2 separate regions of the Anser cygnoides genome follow, and region 1 is linked to region 2. Evidence: chromatin contacts called from public Hi-C data. All regions are on one chromosome and are shown on one strand. Each heading gives the region's core, a stretch centred on a gene start, on an enhancer-like site or on the middle of the called end of the contact. The rest is flanking DNA. Distances are from core to core; before and after follow the strand shown.

The links. A called contact is a pair of places that touch in the nucleus more often than the background predicts.
Region 1: a Hi-C map of liver shows a contact between it and region 2, with 2.7 times the contacts expected there. The contact joins the promoter of DYNC2I1 here to the enhancer-like site in region 2. A contact is called at or near these places in 4 of 7 Hi-C or Micro-C datasets (granulosa cells and liver).

The regions. Positions count from the first base shown.
Region 1 is chr2:10,796,561-10,802,027 of Taihu_goose_T2T_genome, reverse strand. DYNC2I1 (dynein 2 intermediate chain 1) reads right to left here and starts at 1,422. Exons shown (of 24, transcript XM_048050547.2): 1 at 1,195-1,422. The coding sequence starts at 1,209.
Region 2 is chr2:10,734,288-10,739,783 of Taihu_goose_T2T_genome, reverse strand. It overlaps ESYT2 (extended synaptotagmin 2), which reads left to right. Exons shown (of 23, transcript XM_066991453.1): 8 at 3,720-3,840; 9 at 4,441-4,617; 10 at 5,079-5,161. Among named protein-coding and RNA genes, the nearest start is that of NCAPG2, 39 kb to the right of the region's middle. Within about 2 kb of position 3,188, at least 2 of the 3 cell types and tissues checked have open chromatin away from gene starts, as enhancers often do.

The DNA.
Region 1 (5,467 bases), core at 173-2,672, 64 kb before region 2:
TAAAGCCAGAGAAAAGTACTTTATTATTTACATGTAAATATTTCTCTCTCTCATTTCCAGTATCAGTTACCTATCTGAGAGCTCAAACAGCATGAATGAGAGCCTTGATTTGACAGAAACAATAGAAGGAGGCTTTCTCAAACACTGTAGCTGTACAAATGCCTCTGGATCTTTGACAGCCTTAAAACATGCCAGCACACCTGAATAAAATTAGATCAAAGTTTAGCATTCCATCACAATTCACTCATCCATCTCTTTTCAATAAAGAGGTTTGTGATGCACTACAGGTAGGGAAACAGTGTCAAAATGAAAGCTTTTAGAGTGTATCTAATGTAATGAAGTATCACAAACCTTGCCACACTTTTTTTCACAGTACTTTGTTCTCTATATTCACTAATTAATTGTAAAATCCAGATTGAAAAAAATAGTAATAATAAGTGTTTTTCCTAAAATATTTTTTCTAAAACTTATAGTACGATTTATATATATATATATATATATTTTTTTTTACAAATTTTGGCAAAAAAAATCATTTTTCCAAAAAAGTGATATGATACCATTCCTTTTCCAAGTGAAGATGTAACATAACTGCACACTGATACGTTGCAGTATGTTTTTTGTCCCTTTATTTTGGAGCTCTAAGAACTTTTCATAACACAACAGCACCACGCAAAAGTTATGTGGGTCCCTAAAGCAATAAGCCTCAGCCGTTACAGAAGTAGCAACTATCCAAGACTTTTCATTTATGATCTGAATCAGGAACAGCTTTGGGTGTTTTCATCAACGACCACGTCCCTTCAGCAGGGAGGTCTGCAGCTGATGCAGCCACACCAACGAGAAGAGTTACTCCTCTAGCGGAATAATCCTTATTCCTCTAGGGGATATAAGGAATAAGGGCTTCCTCATGCTACGTGGGTGAGGGTTTCATCGTTGCAGTGACAAAATCGTGAGACTTGAGCCCCAGGGCAGCAGCAGAAGCGCTGGGGCCGCCAGCTGGCTGCGCCCCTTCACGCCTAGGGCCGAGCCTGGCGAGGAGCGGCCTCGACCAGCAGCGGAGGAGCCCGGCTGCCGGCCCCGCCTCCTCCCCTCCGGCTGCGGGCCCTCCTGAGGGGCACGGGGGCGAGGCGGGCCGGCCCCACCGCGGTCCCCTCACGCCTCTCCCGCAGCCCCGCCCGCCGCTGGCCGGCCCCTCACCTTATCGCCCTCCATGGTCGGGGGCGGCGGGGAGCCGCCACCGGGAGGGCACGAAACGGCGGCGGGAGGGCGTCTGGGCTCGCCTAGCGACCGGCGGCGGTGGGCCGGGCGGGGAGAAAGCGGGGAGCCCGCCCCGGAGCGGGCGGTGCTGCGGCCGCACGGCGTGAAGGGAAGAGAAGGGGAGGGCGGTGTGAAATGGCGGGCGGCTGCGCTCCCCTGCCTCCGGCGTCGGCGTGAGGAGAAACGGCGGCGCCTCAGCAACACGTGTAAAGAGCTGCAAATGTAAAATAATAATAATCTCATAAATAGCATCGGAGCTATTTTCTGCAGCAGGGAGCAAGGGACGGCCTGCGGGGAAGGCGGGCGCTGCTTGCACGGCGAATATTTGCACCCTGCTAACGTGCTGCGCGATTTAACAGGCTGACTGAGAACTCCCCTGGGCGCTTGAAGTTTGTTTTTTGTGTTTTTTTTTCTTTTTATTGGGGAAAAAAATAAAATTGTAACTACATGAAAGGGGGGAATGAGTTTACTGAAGTATTTGTTATTAACATTTGTAGAAAGCTGATTATCGAGGGGGGGGCAAAAGGCGTTTGAGAAAGGCATGTGAGAAACAATCCTGAAGTTCAACAGTTGTTGTCATTAGACTTCAGAGATAAAATTTAACCCTGAGTTCTCGGCCTTAAATAGTCAGTTGGCAAATATATACAAATACGTACATCCTTGATGCAGATTTCTCCTATCCATGTTTCCTTGCTTTGTAACATAAATTAAAAAGGCTGTAAAAGTTGTATCTCTGTCTGGAATATGAGTTATTTTCCTTTATCATGTATCACTAAAGCAAATAAAGCAATTAGGATAAAAACAATGATATTTAAAAAGAAAAAACATTATGGCTTTTAAGAGCTATATTGCACTAAGCATCTATGAATGCTAAACTATTTATAAACATATGAATAATTTAGCTGTCTTTGGTAGAGCAATAATAATCCATAAGCATTTTTATATCATCTTCCCTGAAAAAGTAGAAATGCGTGTACAAACCATCCTGGATTAATTCCAAGAGCTTTTTAGCCAAGGTGGTGAAGTGTTATAAATACATGGAACTATGCATCTGCTTAGTAAAGGATATTCTGCACATGTGATGTCCTCCATACAGAAGCTGAAGGACAAAAACTACCTTTAAGTACTCTAATTCAACTTGTTTTTAATAACAATACAGTAAGCACATATTACTAAAACCAGTAAATGCGACAGCAATACCAAAGACTGGACAGAACAAAATATCTTTTTTTTTTTTTTTTTCAAATTCTGGATGTACTATCTACTTCTTTAGAGTGTGCATATGTATTAGTTACCAAAAACAAACAAAAAACCAAAACATTTCAGCTGCCAGTAGCTTTTTATTCCCCCTAGTAGAGTACACTAGTCAAGCAGCTTTATGACGAGAAAAATCACAGATGTGGGAAGGCACCACTAGAGGGATTGTACAGAATTTTGCAAAGCTTAAAGCCAGTGATCAAACAAGCTTAACTGCTGCATGAGAGCACAAGTTGGAGGAACACCTGTGGAATAACAGAGCTAAAATTTGTGCATGTCGTTGTTTTTCTACCATCTATCAAAATAAATGACAGTTTATCACCAATCTAGTGAGGAAAAAAAGAAAAAGAAAAAAAATGTCAGTAGTTCTACTGTTTTTTCTAAAAATGGATGTTAGAGTCATGTGGACACATGAAAAAAAAAAGAAAAAAAAAAGACATGCATTTCTTCTATCACTATACAGCATAAAGAGAAGCCTTACCTTCTCTTGGAAATAAAAGTGTGTTGTAAGCTAGGCTTTTGGTAGCCCTGAGAATTTTAATAAGATTTTAGGTAGTACACGATTTTGTATTTTGTCACTTGTTTTTCACCTGCACTGCTATCTGAAAAACATGAATACACAATAACAGCTTTTTACACTTTATAGTAACGTGCTATTATTTCTCTTTGGATATTCTTCTAATCCTATGATGCAATATTGCTTTTTTCTCCATTTGTGTGTAGAGTGACATACCACAGAATTACAACAAAAAAAAATACCAAAAATATGTACTCTCACAGCAACAATGTGGCAACCCTACATCATGTTTAAAAATTATCATTAAAAACAACAAAAAATATAGGTTTTGTATGAAGGAAGAGACTTACCAAGATCTAGGTTTTGCAGTTCCCCCTCCCCCCCCCCCCCCCCCCCCCCCCCCTTTTCTGCTGAATTCTGAATTTCTGGTGAATTCTGGTGAATTATAAAATTCACCAATTTCTGCTGAAGATGAGAAGAAAACTCAAATACTATTATCAGTGTAGGTGCATAAGTGACCTCTCACAAAGTGTTCAAAACGCTTTTGGTAGTCATTCCTCCAGACCCATAAACAGAAACAGCAAAAATGCGGATCTCTGAAGTGACCTATGTGCCTCTAGTTTTGAACCATAACTTGTAAGAGTACTGTTAGGGGGAAAACAACAACAACAACCACAAACAAACAAAAACCAGATGATGATCAAGGTGAAAACTGAAGAACATATTATAGTGGAAAGTATATATGTCTTCAGCAACAGTAAATATTTGAGCATCTTATCATGGGACTACTATTTATGCATTCAGTGAAAATGAAGGCAGATTGGGTTATACCAGAGATCAGAGATACATGGGTTTGTTCCAAACAACAGAAGCTCTATATACTGATGGTAGAGTCTTCTAACTCTTTTTCTGCTACATATTAGATAATTTGAAGCAGGTAGAAAATATTTATGCTATATGCTAGATGATCTGAAGCAGGTTGAGACAGCAGGACAAAATCAAACCCAGAAGTACACTTAAAATATGTTTTCTATTAATAATGCCTTTTTTTTTAGCTAAAAACTCCTATCTGTGTAAACATTCTCATATTTCTATTCATAGTTAAAGATTTCTATTCAGTAGTTAAAAATCTGTAGAGAAAAGTTACATATTGAAACAAAGGTGCTGACTAAAATAAGGTCAAATCAAATAAGTATCAAATACTGGTTTTCAGGAAGATTAACTGTTAATCTGGAAGCAACAATTAAAATTGCTTCCAAAACATATTTTCTTGAAGTTGGGGGAAACCTAGATTTTTCCTTTTCATCATATAAACTAAAATTAACCAATTTTTCTCATTCCCCTCCCCCCCCCAAAAAAAAAGATTTATAAATAAGATCTTTTTAGTAAACTATTTTAAAATATATTACTATATATAAAATATAAAATATATTATTATACATGTTAAAATATATTACTGGTACTTATTGGATAAAAGGCATCATAGCAAACTATTGTAATCCCAGGTTTTACTCCAACGGAACCTATTGAGTTTTAAACAAATAAAAAAAGAATCCTATGAAAAGGGGGAACAAACAAAATTGACTAAGAATTTATATAAAGGAATATTGTAATAAAAAAGTATTAATTAAAATTCCAAGGAGGCAACGGGCCTACAAAGCAGGATAAGAAAAGAATAAATATTATCTGAGATAAATGTAATCAGCTCTGTAGCTGACATAATTCACTATAGGATACTTAAGGAAAAGCCAGAGTGATCTCTGTGGTATAAGTACCTTCAAGTGTTCTTGACATGTTCAAGAAGACAGCTATTGTAAGTATCAAAAAATAGGAGGATCAGGAAATAAGTGAATTAGCTTAACAAACCCAAGTTTCTGGAGCAAATTATTCAGCAATTTGCCAACACCAAAAAAGATAAGAGTAAACAAATAACTTCTGTTTATCAGGAACATTGTATCAAGTGCTCTAAGAGAGTGACTTTAACTTAACCCTCAAGCAGCAGAGTTTGTATCTTAACAAGGCTCTTTTGTCTCTATTATAATAATGGTATGCTAATTTCATACCACCCAGTTTCTTCACCAAAATACCATGTGAGGCCAAGTTGGTTATCTACAGAAGTTCTAAGAAGTCAGCTGTAACCTCTTTATCAGAACTTTCTCTTGATGTTACAGATAAATGCTTTCAATTAAATATTACAAGATCTCGCTTTTGTTTTCCTATTTGATTGGCGCTGTATCACTCACCTTTAGTTCTAATTAATCAGACTTCTGTATCGACTAATTCATCATTCTGGCCAGGATCAATGCTAGGTTGTCAGGCCTACAATTATGTGTTCGTCATGCCAAATGCTACTACAAGATTCATTTTTTTTATACTGTGCTTCTCTGATGTATTATTATTGGCTGTACGGGGTACTCTGCCAGTTCTATAACCAGCTCA
Region 2 (5,496 bases), core at 1,939-4,438:
TAAAATTCACTTAATTCCTAATTTACAAGCTTCAGTGTTCTTTTCCAGGATGTTCCGTGTTTTTAAAGAGTGAGTATCTACTACCTCGCATGAGTCCCATTTCTCTCTGTAAAATTCTGTGAAATTCCATGAATACCAGTTCATTTTTCATATTCATTTCTCTGATGTTTTAGCAAAATTCAAGTGTTCATGTTGGGACAACACTGTGAGACTGACCTTCAGAATCCCAGAGTGGGAGTTTGGTCCTAGCAGAAATGATTGTGAATCTTCCAAGTGGCTGGGTTGTGTTGTGCTTCAGGCTGTTTTTGTCTTATTTAGGGAGGCCTTCAGTAGCTCCTTTTGAACATGAATTAATCTTTGATCCTTTTGCTAGGTATTTATGTCTGTAGCTTATTTCGTAATGTATGTAATCATAACTATTTACAAGAGCACAATAACTTTTCTTTCAAGGTAGCTTTGGTACCATTGCCTGCCTGTTGTTCTCTGACCTGGGTCACGTAGAATGATTAATAGAAAAAACTATCTTCGGGCATGCACTTTACTGAATGTAAAGGCAGAGCTTTCTCTTCTTATTGGGTAGGCAAACTGACAAAAGCAGGAACAAAATTTCTGATGTTTGATAGCTATCTGTTGGAGACTTGTCATCAGACTTGTATTTTGAAAAGTATGCTTGTTGCTAGTGTAGCTACCATCACCTCAGCTTTTTCTTTTTTTTGTCTTCTCTCGATGTTAAGGTTGTTTGAGATGTTTATCTTAAATTTTTGAGTCAACCCTAACAAAATAATGAGAGCTGTCTTCTCGGCTCGTGTCAGAGAATGTTTGGCATTCAAAAGTTGAAAACTAGACGTTTAGCAAAACTGAATTGAGGAAGTTTGAAAAGCGACATGTGTTACAATGATAACTAAAGGAAGCTATTTATTTTCAAAAACATGATTATCTTGTGGTAGTTGTTATTTTAAGAAGTACTGAAACTAGATATCTGTAGGGTTTAGCATTCCTGTTGAATGAAAATCTTTGTAAATATGACTGGATAAACTCTGCAAGAAGGGAAGGGGAACGAAGACTCCTATTTAGAACAGATACAAATTAACTCACAGGAGTTGAGAGGAAACTTTGCCTATGAGTAATGTATTAACATCATCCACTAACGCTTCTTTCAGAGAATAAACACGTATGGATAGCCCAGTACGTTGATCTTGATGCAACCTTTAGTTCCCTCTGTTCCTATTGTATTGGATGCCATTAAAAAGCTAGCTATGTTCTATCATGTGTCGTAGTTTAACTGGATTTACAGTAGATGTTTTTAAGAAAATTGGTGCCACAGATCTAATAGGTATAGTGACCAGTCTGTAAATGATTTTTATGGCAACTCTTGCCCCCCCCCCCCCAAAAACAAACAAACAAACAAACAAAACAGCTTTTTATGCAACCTAAAGATTTGTAAGCAAATAAATGAAGTAGTACTGTTATAGCCAATTCATTGAATGTAGGGGGACTGTCTGTAGGAGTTGGCCAATTGAGATACTGTCTCTTCTAAAAGACCTTGATGCAACTGCCAGTACCAGTAGCATTGTTTTTTTTCCACAGTCAGCAGTAATGTTACATTTTGAGGTCAATAGCAAGTTTTCTTCCCTTCTGGCTGTACTTTTTTTGTACTTTTTTTGGAGTAATATTCCTAGCACATTTAGTCCTGTTACAGTTTAGCACTCAGAGCTAAGATGGTAAGTATTTGAGGTTAACTGGTAATACTCCACCCATTACAGTTCAGTCTGTAATCACAGGCTCCAGTTGTTGTCACACCATTATGCCTTTACTTTGCTATGTTTTATTTGAACACTGAAACCTCTCATTACGGGCAAAAATTGCTCAGGAATCTAGTTTTCATCCTTTTGTAGAAATTTTATGGAGCACATCTCAACTTTTGTTTAGCTGGTGACCAACCATCTAACACAGATAAATTTTAACTTAGGAGTTTGAACTGTTTCACTGCTGCAGAAGTTTCAGGAAAGTATTTTAGTGAGAGTGGTGTCATGCAGACAGCTCCCTTACGTGTTTACCCTTATAAACTAGAAACCAGGCTGCTGTGTATGGTTTAAAGGAAAAGTGCAGCTTGACAGGCAGTAATCCTTAGTTGTCCTAGCCCGTCCTCATGGGTACGTTTGTGGTGAAGAAGGGCCACCAAGGGGAGGCAGGCTCTACAGGTTGCAAGTCTCTGACATGAAAGAAATATAAAATGGGCCAGATTGTATTTAATGTGCTAATTCTGTTACGCATCTCTACCATAACAGGTTTGTTTATTGCTAACTGGTAAATTTTCTCCCAAAATGAAAATGTAACATATATTATTTATAACATAATATACATTTATAATATATACTGTATAAATATGCTAGCTGCTTCAGTCAGAACTACTCTCAACTGCAGATTCAGTTATAGAAAAACTTCACAAGGTGATTACTTACAAGTGCTTAATCTGAAAAAATGCATGCAGTAATCAAACATATTATCTGCATCTTAATTTCATAAAGACTGTAAAAGGAGAATCTTAAAGGAAGTGTACTTAGGTGGAGAAACCATTTATCCCTGGAACATCTTCACCAGCTTTAGCAGGAGCACACCTGCAGTTCAAAATACCTCAAGTATTTTTCATCATTTTCTCTCTAAGCATTTTTAGATACTGTTAACCTCTCCCTGGATCCTCATCTTCACTGGTTTGTTCCACCGTATTGTCTTCTGCCAGTGTAGGCAGTGCAGCTAACCAGGGGTGCTTTTCTGACAGCATACTGATCTGTTCTCAGTTCAGACCCAAACCGGGTGAACCCTTAGCTTAGGAAATGTTTTCTGCGTTAGGAGGTTGGGTTATTTAGTGATTCATTACCCGTGTGTTTGTACCGCCACTCCCTTTTTACCAGCACAAAACCTGTTTTACTTCCCTAGGCTATATTTTACTCTTCCACAGAGCATGCTTTATTTGTGTTTCTGTTTAAATGACAGTCCTTCTAGCTCAAGAGTACAACTTGCTTCATAACAATACAACAGCAGTTAGCCAAACTTGCAGGGACAGTTAAGTCATTACTGCAATATAAAAGTAGGTTAACAGTTAACATCTGCTTGGTTATATGCAATGCAGGCAAGAAGACTTATGCAATAGCCCTTTACCCTGGGTGGTTTTGAAAAGGCGAGGGGGAACTTTGGAGAACTTTCATATTCCTGTCCTTGGTTTGTGTTATTCACATATCAGCTGCTTCCACCTGGTGGCCATTTTGGCTAGAATCCTTTATTTTTTTTAAAAAAAAAAAAAAAGTTTTTAAAGAACAGATTCGGCTTTTGCACCCCTCAAAAAGGGGTGTCCATTTGATTGTCCATCCAAATGATTGTCCATTTAGGTTGTTAAGCAGCAAAAGATGTAAATGGTAGCTGTTAACAGACTGCTATCCTATAAGGATGTAGAGATTTGTTTTCTGTTCTACACTGATTTCCCTCAAGACATGTTTATCTTATTCTAAAAGTGGCAATAAATGCTCTTACTTAGTTTCCAGATGTGGCTGGAAAAACTGCATTAATACTTAAACTTATTTCAGTGTATATTTTATGTTAAAAAAACGGATCTCAAGTGTTGATATGATTTTCTATAAAGTTTCACTCTTGAGCTGCCTCAGTCTGTGTGACATAGCATGTTTAATTCCCAAGAAGTAACTGAGTATTGTTTTCTCTAACAGTGGCTTATCAGATACAATAATATTGGATATAATATCCAACTACCTGGTCCTTCCAAATAGAATTACTGTTCCCCTTGTCAGTGAAGTGCAGATTGCTCAGTTGCGATTTCCTATACCAAAAGTAAGTATATTTCTGTTAATAGTAATAATTTGGCATTTAATGATGTTGTTGTGTACATATGTATGAATTTCTAAATATAGTTATTGCAATAGTATAGGTTATGATGAATCTGTTCACTTTAAATGACCCCATTTATAAATAATTTTATGGAGTTTGATAATAACACTGAGAAGGACTTTTTTTTGTTTTGTTATAATCTTCCACATACTACCTATAAAGCATAGTACAACTGTGTGGATTAAAAATTATTGTAACTTGTAATTGTATTGTAATACTGTAAAATTATGTAACATGTTTTATATTATTACAGCAAAATATTCTTTACTTGAAAGTTGTTACTACTTAGTGCTACTCTGTTCCAGTAGCATGGCATTTCTTGATATAACTGGTATGTTTCTGATTACTGATGATAATTTCTTTTTTCTTTAAGAATCTTTCTGAGTCTTAGGTGTGCTGTGATATCTCTTGATCCACAGGGTGTCCAAACCAAGTTTCATGTTAAGGAAACTGCAGTGGAAATTATAAAGAATATATTGCATGAACTGTGATGGCATGGAGACTTTGAGATTGCTATATAAACTCATCCTTTCTTTTTTTCAGGGTGTTCTAAGGATACACTTTATTGAAGCTCAGGACCTGGAGGGTAAAGATACTTACCTAAAAGGGATCGTCAAAGGAAAGTCAGATCCTTATGGAATCATCCGTGTAGGCAACCAGATTTTCCAAAGCAAGGTCATCAAAGAAAATCTCAATCCAAAATGGAATGAAGTTTATGAGGTATAACCAATAAAAATGTGTTTTGCATTTTGTAATGTGGTCTTCTAAAATTTCTTTTACTAAAGAAAATACTCTGGAGATTTTCTTGAGGAACTTTTTGATGTTTCCCTCCAGAAGTCCAAAGTTCTGTAACAAACAGCTATTCTCCATTGATGTATATATACTTTGTCTAGACTTAGCAACAGTAATTCTGAAAAGCACTCTAGTCTCTTAATACCAACATGAACAGAAAAAAAAATCTGAAAAGCTCTAATCACAGAACCACAGAATTGAAGGGGTTGGAAGGGACCTTGAAAGATCATGCTTGCTCAACTCATAAAATCACATATTTTTAAAGCTTTTGCCTGTTGATATGTGTTAATACACAAAGACACTGCTGTTTCACTGTTTTATTGTTACTGTGCCATTTGACAAAGCCAGTTAGTTTTACCATTGACAATGCTGTCTTACTGTACTTCCAGGCCTTAGTATATGAACATCCAGGACAGGAGCTAGAGATTGAGCTCTTTGATGAAGATCCAGACAAAGATGACTTCCTTGGAAGGTAAACGTTATGGAGAAAATGTGTGTAGATAGTGAAAGGAGATTAAGTATTTTGATGTAACTTTTTTTTTTTTCATTTTGTATTTTATTGCGCTTGTATTTCTGCTGTGTTACTGCATTTATAATTTACTTATCTTTTCAAATTTTGGTAGTAAGTAGTTTCCTAATTCCTTGGATACTACATGTATGGAAACAAATTTGTATTAAAATGTGCTTGTGTGTATATATACACATATGTATGTTTTCATAGTCATGAAAAAAATAAGGTAAGTGTTGTGGATTCCCAGAAAAGGGTGCTTTAATTTTTTTTTGAGTTGAACCATACCTGCTTTAATA